2 separate regions of the Mus musculus genome follow, and region 2 is linked to region 1. The links are chromatin contacts, called in public capture Hi-C maps. All regions are on one chromosome and are shown on one strand. Each heading gives the region's core, a stretch centred on a gene start, on an enhancer-like site or on the middle of the called end of the contact. The rest is flanking DNA. Distances are from core to core; before and after follow the strand shown. Region 1 overlaps Crybg1 (crystallin beta-gamma domain containing 1). Region 2 overlaps Crybg1 (crystallin beta-gamma domain containing 1).

The links. Capture Hi-C pulls out chosen DNA fragments and counts their contacts.
Region 2: a contact with region 1 is called in a capture Hi-C map of bone marrow-derived macrophages, with 5 times the contacts expected there. The contact joins two enhancer-like sites. A contact is called at or near these places in 2 of 15 datasets of contacts at CTCF or cohesin (the G1E-ER4 cell line and the NIH/3T3 cell line), 5 of 484 Hi-C or Micro-C datasets (the C10 cell line, bone marrow-derived macrophages, embryonic stem cells and 2 more), 2 of 115 datasets of contacts at active chromatin or transcription factors (embryonic fibroblasts and embryonic stem cells) and 3 of 9 other capture datasets (adipose tissue, bone marrow-derived macrophages and liver).

What each region holds. Positions count from the first base shown.
Region 1 is chr10:44,027,388-44,032,000 of GRCm38.p6, reverse strand. The region is part of intron 2 of Crybg1 (crystallin beta-gamma domain containing 1); the gene reads left to right. Among named protein-coding and RNA genes, the nearest start is that of Gm40636, 61 kb to the right of the region's middle. Within about 2 kb of position 2,235, at least 45 of the 459 cell types and tissues checked have an H3K27ac peak or open chromatin away from gene starts, as enhancers often do. A contact at or near this core is called in bone marrow-derived macrophages, where this site is marked.
Region 2 is chr10:44,067,490-44,072,102 of GRCm38.p6, reverse strand. All of the region lies in intron 1 of Crybg1 (crystallin beta-gamma domain containing 1), which reads left to right. Among named protein-coding and RNA genes, the nearest start is that of Crybg1, 79 kb to the left of the region's middle. Within about 2 kb of position 2,827, at least 102 of the 459 cell types and tissues checked have an H3K27ac peak or open chromatin away from gene starts, as enhancers often do. A contact at or near this core is called in bone marrow-derived macrophages, where this site is marked.

The DNA of each region.
Region 1 (4,613 bases), core at 986-3,485:
TGCCAAGGAAGATAAATTATAGGAGGACCAATCGTCAGGATGGAGGCTGAGTATGAGCAACTCAGGAGATCCAGGCTGATGGTTCTGAATAGGTGTGGTATGGCAGGTGAAGGTGATGCCCGTGGCAACTGGGCAAGCCAGGATGGCTCACCCCAGTCTGGAGGTAGCTAGAGTACTTAAAAAAAAAAGATGTATTTATTTATTTTATGTATATAAGTACACTGTAGCTGTACAGATGGTTGTGAGAATTGCATGTGGTTGCTGGGAATTGAACTCAGAACCTCTGCTCGCTCCGGCCCAAAGATTTATTTAATGTTATATGTAAGTACACCGTAGCTGTTTTCGGACATACCAGAAGACGGTGTCAGATCCCATTGCAGATAGTTGTGAGCCACCATGTGGTTGCTGGGATTTGAATTCAGGACCTTCGGAAGAGCAGTGAGTGCTCTTAGTCTCTGACTCATCTCTCCAGCCTGAGTATTTTATATTAAGAGAAATTTGGATGCTACTGTTGAGTGAAAGTTAAATTTATTAGGACTCTGACAATCTAAATCCTGAAGAGAATAGTTAAAAAAGCTGGCCAGCCTCAGACGATGCCCTGTGGAATCTGATGGGACTCTGGCAGCATCCTTGACAGTCTCTGTGTCTGCAGACCCCATGTTGATCTCCGATGATATAGTTCTCAACTCCAACTCATCCTCAGAGAGGACCAGAGGTAGAGCCTGGCTCTCTCCTGCTCCTGTAGGTTCTTCTGCAGATCTGGCCTCCTCCTCCCCTCTGTCTTTTGTGGATCTACCCACTAGTTCCATTTAGATGGTCCATTGTGCTTCCTATTGGCACCAGACACAGAGATCCTGGAAGGAGATCAAAGAGAAGGAAGGAAGTGAGGCTTAGACCTTCTTTCTTCTAGATCCTCTCCAGTAGGCAGGCATTGCAGGCCGCCTGTGTCTCTCAGTCCCTGCCAGCATCTCCTCCTCACATCTGTCTGTGGGTCCCTGTCTCAGGAGCAACTCCCTCCTTGCCCGTCGGGGCTGTTCTAGTCTTGGATCAGGACACTGCTCTTAGGGCCTCTGTGCCCACCATTGCCCCCATCTCCATTTCTGTCTTTTCTTTCTTGCAGGGCTTCTCTAATGCTCATTCTCTTTGTATGTGCTTTGCTAAGCAAGCCAGACTTGAGGATTTTTCACTGTAAAACAATGCCGTGAAATGAATGCATCCGTTCTGTAACTTTCTGGAGCGCTCACTGGGTATTTGGGACTCCTGTTGCAAGACTGTGAGGCTCTGAGAACACAGAGTGAAGGGAGACGGTAACATCCATGCTCTCAGGACAGGATGCTCCAGGGGGGAAATGAAAGTAAAGATACACACATTTTAATCTAGTGAGCTAGAGACAGGAAATTGGATGAATAATGTACCAGAGAAAGGGGGTAGAGATGACTATGAGGAAGTATTATCCTAACAGGTGGTGGAGTCACAGGAGGCTTCTCTAAGGTGACAGGTAAAAAATATGTGGTAGTCTGGAAAGGGCAGTCTGGAAAAACTGCGTGTGTAGAACAGTCTGAAGGGACTCTGACTGAAGCAAGGACTAGCTAGTGCTGAGAGATCATAGGACAATGGGTGAGGGGATTGTGGCAGCCATGTTGGCCACTTCTCAGAACCATCCGTGTCACGAGGGAGAAAGGGTTGCTCAAGTACACCTAACCTTTCCTCTTCCTGGGTGGCTTCATAAGAGTCCTGTAGCCCCAGGTTATTGAATGCTTAAAGAGGACTGACTCAATACTGCAGCATGGAACTGTACTGTCAAGAAACCCCAAGGATATCCAAGGCTCCATAAAGCTGACATTACAATGGAGATGAGAGTGAGGATAGAAAGAGATGGGCTAAGCAAGGAGGCCCTGACAGAAGGGACAAGATGAAAGGGACCCAAAGCAGAGGTGGTTTCTGCAGAGCCGGAGGTTAGAACTGATGGAAGGGAGGACTGGCTGGCCAGCCTCAGACTTAGTGACTGCCCTTGGACAAGTCCCTCGTCTTCTGTCTACTTGCACCTTGTCTGCAAGCCTGCTTCGATTTCCTATTGCTGTAATAAAACACTATAGCCAAGGCAGCTTAGGGAAGGAAGGGCTGATTGGGGCTTGCAGTCCATCACCAGCCAGGGAAGCTGAGCAGTGGCAGGCATAGCAGCTGGAGCCTGGAACTGAGAGCTGAGAGCTGAGAGCATGTATCTCCAACCACAAACAGGAAGCAGAGAGAGCCAAGTGGAGATGGGTGGCTTTTGAAACCTCAGATCCTACCCTCAGTGATATACTTCCTCCAGCAAGGCCACACATTCTAAACTGGCTGTGGTGATTTAAATGAGATTGACTGCCACAGGCTCATATACGTGCATGCTTCGTCCTCAGTTGAGTCAAGAAAGGAATTTGGATCCCTTCTTCCTCTAGCTCTCTCTCTCTCTCTCTCTCTTTCTCTCTCTCTCTGTCTCCCCTTCCCCCTCTCTCCCTCTCCCTCTCTATCTCTCTCTCTCCTTCCCCCCTCCCTCCCCTCCCTCTCTCCTTCCCCCCAGCTACTCCTCCAGCAACATGCCTTCCTGTCTGCCACCAGACTCCCCACCATAATGATAATGGACCAACCCTATGAAACTAGAAGCAAACCCCCAATTAAATGCTTTCCTTTATAAGAGTTGTCTTGGTCATGGTGTCTCTTCACAGCAATAGAACACTACAACACTGCCAAACAGTGCCACCAACTGGGGAACAGGTATTCAAGTGCCCTACGCTATGGGAAACCACTATAAAAAACAAGATAATACAATAATATGCTCCTCTTTCAATTCAACGAATTTAGCTCTAGGAAATGCTTACCAAAATTCGTGAGTCATAGTTGACTTAACACTCATGGTTACAGTTTATAAAAATAAGATATAAATATATAAAATATGTATCACGTGCTATCCCCGGAGATTCCCAGGCATTCAAGAGCACCTGTCCTGTAACACGGAAAACAAAAGATAGCAGGTAACATTCCACCTGCTGAGTCCTCCTCCACCCCTCACCGCTCACTGTGGTCCTCCCTGAGACCATCCTTTCCCACCTCTCTCCCCATACTTCCTTGTACTACAAGTCATCTTGTGCTTGGAAACAGGTTCCTTCTTGATTTTTCCAGAGCATCGCATAAAAATATGATTGTATAAGCACAATAGACTTTTGCTGAGAGCCTGGCACTGCAGGCAACCAACCTGCCGAGAACTGCACTTGTAGCTGCTGCTGAGAAGATGGCTTCTGCCATCCCACACACTAGAAGACTCTCACTGATCTTGTCCTCTCACCATTTCTAAAGTCCGCTTTCAAAATCCAAATCTATATGTTCTTGCCTTCCTAAAGATCCCTATTTCTTATTCAGACAAAACCTATTTTTAAAAAATCTGCTCAAGGGGCATCTCATTTTGGTTATCTATTTCCTAAAATGTGCCAGACATTAGAAGCTATTTTCTTCTTTGTAGCATAATCAGATTCTTGGTGAGAGCCCTTTAAGTGGAGGAGAACAGTATAGATTTATGAATGATTCTGGGTGTGCTACTCCATACTCAGCCCAGACTCCTACAAAAATGAAAACTATCGCTGTCTTACTGCAAAGAATAAAATTTTCCTTTTTGTTAGTAAAGAAAACACCTGGAGTGTTCCTGAGTGGAGAAAGACTGGGTGTTTATTTTAATCAAGAAAGCAAGAAGCTGGGAGACAGAACTGCCAACTTCCGAAAAGACAGTGGGGACGCCGGGCATGGTGACGCTTGCTGCTAACCCAGCACTGAGGAGGGGGTGAGGGAGAATCAGTAGTTCAAGGACACTCTCAACTACATAGTCAGTTTGAAGCTAGCCTGGGCTACATGAAATCCTATATCAAAGTATACCAACAGGGGCTGGAGAGGTGGCTCAGCAGTTAACAGCACTTGCTGTCTGTGAGAGGACCCAGGTTTTATTCCCAGCACCCACTTGGTGTGAAGCAACCATTTGTAATTACAGTTCCAGGGTTATCTCATGCCTTTTTCTGGCCTCTTTGGGCACCAGGCATGCACATGGTACCCAGAGACAAAATACTCATACACATGTAATAAAGTAATAAAAACATAAAACAAAGCAACAACAACAAAAAAGAAAAGATAAGGCAAAAAGGCCCTTCCTTGCCTCTATCTTGCTTGCTTGCTTGTTTGTTTTGAGATATCTGCTGTAGCCCAGGCTGACCTTGAACTCGTGACCTTCTTGCCCCTACCTCCCAAGTGCTGGGATTATAACTGTGTCACCATGCCTGAGTATTTTTATTTTTATAGTTTTGCTTTTATATCTGTGTGTGTGTGTGTGTGTGTGTGTGTGTGTGTGTGTGTTAGTCAGGGTTGTCTACAATAACAACTAATACAACAAACATTAATATACATTAAAGGATTATAATGACTCACAGGCTGTGGTCTAGCTAATGTAACTATATCTGGTGATATACAGAAGGTCCAAGAATCCAGTAATTGTTCAGTCCACGAGGCTGGATCATTCAGCTGGTCTTCAGTATACACTGGAATCCTGAAGAAGTAGGCTCAATGCCAGTGAAGGAATGGACTTGCCAGCTAGC
Region 2 (4,613 bases), core at 1,578-4,077, 40 kb before region 1:
ATGAGGAAACTGAGGCCTGGAGAAGTGACATAACTCGCTTCGCTGCCCAACGGCTAGCCTGAAATGCTCTGAAATCCAAGAGTGTATGTTGTTACAGTCCTCCCTTTCGTTGGCTGAGAAAAATCGATTTGAAAACGATGTTGCTTTTGAAATACAAACCCACTTTGTAAATCTAAAACCTTTGGTCCTATAAGAGAAGTAGATTTCCATTCTGTTTTGTTAAATATAGGATCTACCTGGATCTATCCAGATTTTGTTATTAGATATGTCTTTGTGAGGCTTTTCCAGGAGCCTGCCTCCCAGTTCCACATGTGGCTAACCAGCAGGCTCCATGTTCTGTCAGTCTCATGATTTCTCAAGCACAGTGTCTTTTCAAGACTGTACCGAATAGATTACATCAAGTAATCCCCAGGGGAATTTTCAAGGTCAGATCTGGTATTATCTGCGGGTGTGGGGCCATAATCTAACATAGAGTCTAATGTTAGAGGGGGTGGTCCTACCCAGAAGGTTTTTCTCTACCACTTAGCAGCTGAACTAAAGAAATACCACATTCTCCCCTGCCCTTGTGTGTGTGTGTGTGTGTGTGTGTGTGTAGCCAGTACATTTATGTTCACTTCTAACCAGTGTCTTGTTCATAAGAGTGGCTGTATTATATACTGTTTCAGGCTCTAACTGGGAAATGCCTTGATGCACACAGAGGTACCTTTAGGTAACTTCCTTTTCAATAACTATAAGGTTAGGAGAACTCACTAATAATACTTGTTCAGACGGCAGAGGGCAGTACAGCATCAGTTTATACGCCCCGTCAGTCAATGCAGCTGTGTTGGTTGTGAGCCTAGCTGAGCCACTTCTATAACCAGTCCCAGGCACTTACTCGGGCACTTTGAGCTCTGCATTAATCCCTACCCACTATAACACAAAGCAGTGCACATCTGTCTGCTCCAGGAGCTAGGAGGACAGCAGAAGTGTGGGCCACAGGCTGAGGATTCCCACCCCTTACCTATCTGTACTGGGCTGTTTTCTTTTTTAAAGAGCCCAACACTGTTTTACGTAAGCTTCAGGGATTTTTCTGAGAAAAGGTATGTGGCTCTCTAACATAAGAGGATTCACTAGCAAGGATACAACCTTACCATTATTTTTAACAAAATCAATTGCAGGGAGATGGTCTCTCTGGTTTTGCAAAAGAAACTCAAATGAAGGAAAACAGGAAGGATAAAGTGAAAGGAGCTGACAGCTGTTTCCCACTCTTAGCCATGACCCTGAGTAAATGCAAGCACTTAACAAATATTGACTAAGGCAGAGTAATATCTGCCCCTTAAAAGGGAAACAGGAAAGACTTTAATTAAGCCCAGTATGATGAAGCACACAGAACCAGATGGAGTGTTAGGAGTTCAAGGCCAGCCTGGTCTCCATAGTGAGTTCCGGACCAGCCAATGCTTCACAGTGAGACTCTGTCTCATGAGAAGAAAGAAAAAAATTTAGAAATTATTATAATTATCAAATTAATAAACAGGTTCTGTTAAGACTCCATTGCAAGATGGCAGTTTTAGAGGATTTAATTTTGTTTTATTAACCAAAACGATTGTTGTCCAGTAATGACTGTTTTATTTTTTTTAATAGCTTTTATTTTAGATTACAATATAATTATATTATTTCCCCCATTCTTTTCTTCCCTCCAAACTCTCTCACAAATCCTCCCTTGCTCTATTGTAGCCTATTTATTTATGTATTTATTTATTTTGGGTTTTTCGAGACAGGGTTTCACTGTATTGCCCTGCTGTACTGGAACTCACTCTGTAGACCAGGCTGGCCTCGAACTCAGAAATCTGCCTACCCCTGCCTCCCAAGTGCTGGGATTAAGGGCGTGTGCCACCACTGCCTGGCAACATTTAGCCTTTCTTATGGTTCCTCTAGCCTAATTGTTAGGAGTGAAACTAAAATTTACTTCATTAGGCATGAAAAAGTACCCAACTTTCCAATTGGCTTTTGCTGTTGCAAACATTTATCAAGGTTGGCTTTTAGGCTAGGGAGATTTTAAGTGTCTAGTCCTTATGCAACTGTTCTTCAGAACTGAGTGTGTTATAGCCCTAGGCCTCACAGACCTCCAGAGGTGGGGGTGTGGGTTTGTTCCTTTTTATGCATGTTGATATCTGGCATGGCTAGATAGATGACAGTGATAAGATTCCCAGAATCTATAAAGCTTCTGCATGACTCCCAGTGTTTTCTTTCTATGTAGTAGAAAGAAACCATCTTGTAGGTTGTATTTTAGGCCATTACCCTACAGTCTTGGGGTTGTGGGTTTGTTTTGTGTTGTGTTGTGTTGTGTTTGTTTGGTTTTCGTTTTGACAGGGTCTCACTTTGTAGCTATCCTGGAACTCATTATTTAGACCAAGCTGACCTGGAACTCACAGAAATTCTCCTGCCTCTGCCTCTGACTCCTGGGTGCTGGGATTGAAGGCACTGTGTTTTAGGATAAACACTTGTACAATAACTTTACTGTGGCTGAGGCATCTAGAGGAAGTGAGGAGTCCTTACAGGTGATAGGAGCATCTGAGGTGTGTGAAAGGCTGCCCTGCAGCTAAGCCTGCCTCATGATGACCTCTGGGCCCACACATCTCCTGGCCTTTCATTCCCGCTCACCTAAGTCCTGGAGCAGCGTGTGAGATGATGATTGGAGTGGCCAGGTGCGTGGCTGCTGTTTGGATCTGGGTCATGAGGAAAGGGAAGTCACTGGTATCTCCTCCTCCCTCAGAGGCAGGTCTGAAGTAATGAGTGTGCCTCAGACAGCACTTCCTGTTTCAGAAGAGCACTAGGCCAGGCCCTTCCCTGGGACTGCAAACGATAGCTCTCTCCTCCTCTGGCCACTGATAAGAGACCTGCCTCAGGACGGTGTGTATCTTGAGTCCGGGAGATCACGAGTACAGGCTTACCAAACAGAATCAACCCTTGGGTCCATGCTAAGCCTTACTAGTGTATACCATGAGTGAAAGGAGCAAGCAGACAGGCATCCTGGGTTCAGCCTACTGTGAGGCCTAAATCACATGGGTTTCTACTTCGATGCCTCAGATTCAGTCATAAACATGGCCTGACTCTACCTGTATCAGTGTTACAGTAAGTGTGGGGAGCTTGTTTCACGAGAAAGCCGGGCAGCAGGTAGAGAGCATCCGTTTTTGCCTCTCCCCACTCATTCTTTCCTAATAGAATCCTAGGTTTGTCAGATGTCTGTTCTCTGAATGGACACAGTGTCCTTCAGGCTCCAGGCTCAAAGGAGCAGGTCCAGGAACTGGTTTGTCGTGTAATGACATGTGACAAGAAATGGCTTTTGGGATATTTCCTCATTTCTGAGGAAGATGCACAAGAAGATAGCCTGGCATTTCTGTGATGTCTGGAACTGGAGAAGCCACAGAATCTAGAAGCAGTTGAGTTCACTGATTAAGCTCAGGAGCTCTTCTTAGTTTATATGTTAATAAACATTTTTTTTTATTGGTTTCTCTGAGCTAGATTTTGGGTTACTTAGAGGGGAAAGGATCCTGTACTATAAACAGGCAAGGATTGGCTCACAAGCAAAATATGTAGAAAGAACAAACAGCTTTGCCATCTTTGGACCATTTAACATGGATGGTGCAATAGAAGAGACAGCTCAGTTCTTGGACACCTGCCTTCACTCTCATAGGGGGCACACGAGAACATTTTCATCTCTTCAATCTCCAATAAATAAATATATATATTTTACTCCAAAGATCAGTATTAAGGACAGTAGACTATCTATACAATTTTGCTCTACTGCCCCAATTTATAAGAAATGATACTGTTTCAGGGTGTGGGTGTCTTTTCTCGCTTCCTATTCCTCTTGGCATATTTGTGAGCAGAGGGCAGATGGTTAGGGATAGAGAAGAGCTTGTGAAGAAAGGCTTTATGAAAGGTGTATCTGCGTAAGTCTTCCTACCTCCTCAGCTGTCGGGTGCTTCTCAGCTGTTATTCTCCAGTGTGTGTGTGTGTGTGTGTGTGTGTGTGTGTGTGTGTGTGTGTGTGTGTATGTGTGTGTAAATTATTAAAGAGTTGCCTGAAGAACTCTTTTACTTTGTTTGTTTTTCTGATAGAGCTTCTCTATGTAGCCCAAGATGATTTTTATATAGTATCAAATGTTGCATGAGATAGATCTGTTACGTTCTAACTAAAGAAATCATACAATTTCATCTCTGTTCCTTGGGGTTCCACTATGCAAACCCAGGTGACCTTGAACTCGGAGTCCTTCCTCCTCCACTTCCTGGAACTAGGATTATAGAATACCTCACGATGACAGCCCTATGAGATCCTTTAGTTCAATTCCTTTCTACACTGACACAATTCTCTTTCTTTGCTATGTCTAGAAGGGAGGAAAAAAAAAACACCGCTTCTAATGTCCCTTCTCATCTTTTGTTGTGCAAAGAATAATGTTTTGTTTTGTTAAAGTTGTATAGGAGAGACTTCTCCCAGTCATGCCCATGCCTGGCATGGTGGTGCTGCCTGCAGTCCAAGTAATTGGGAAGCAAAGGCGGAAGGATCAGGAGATCAGGGTCATACGTGATGATATAGGAAGTTCGGGGCTAGCCTGGGCTATGTGAGAACCCTCA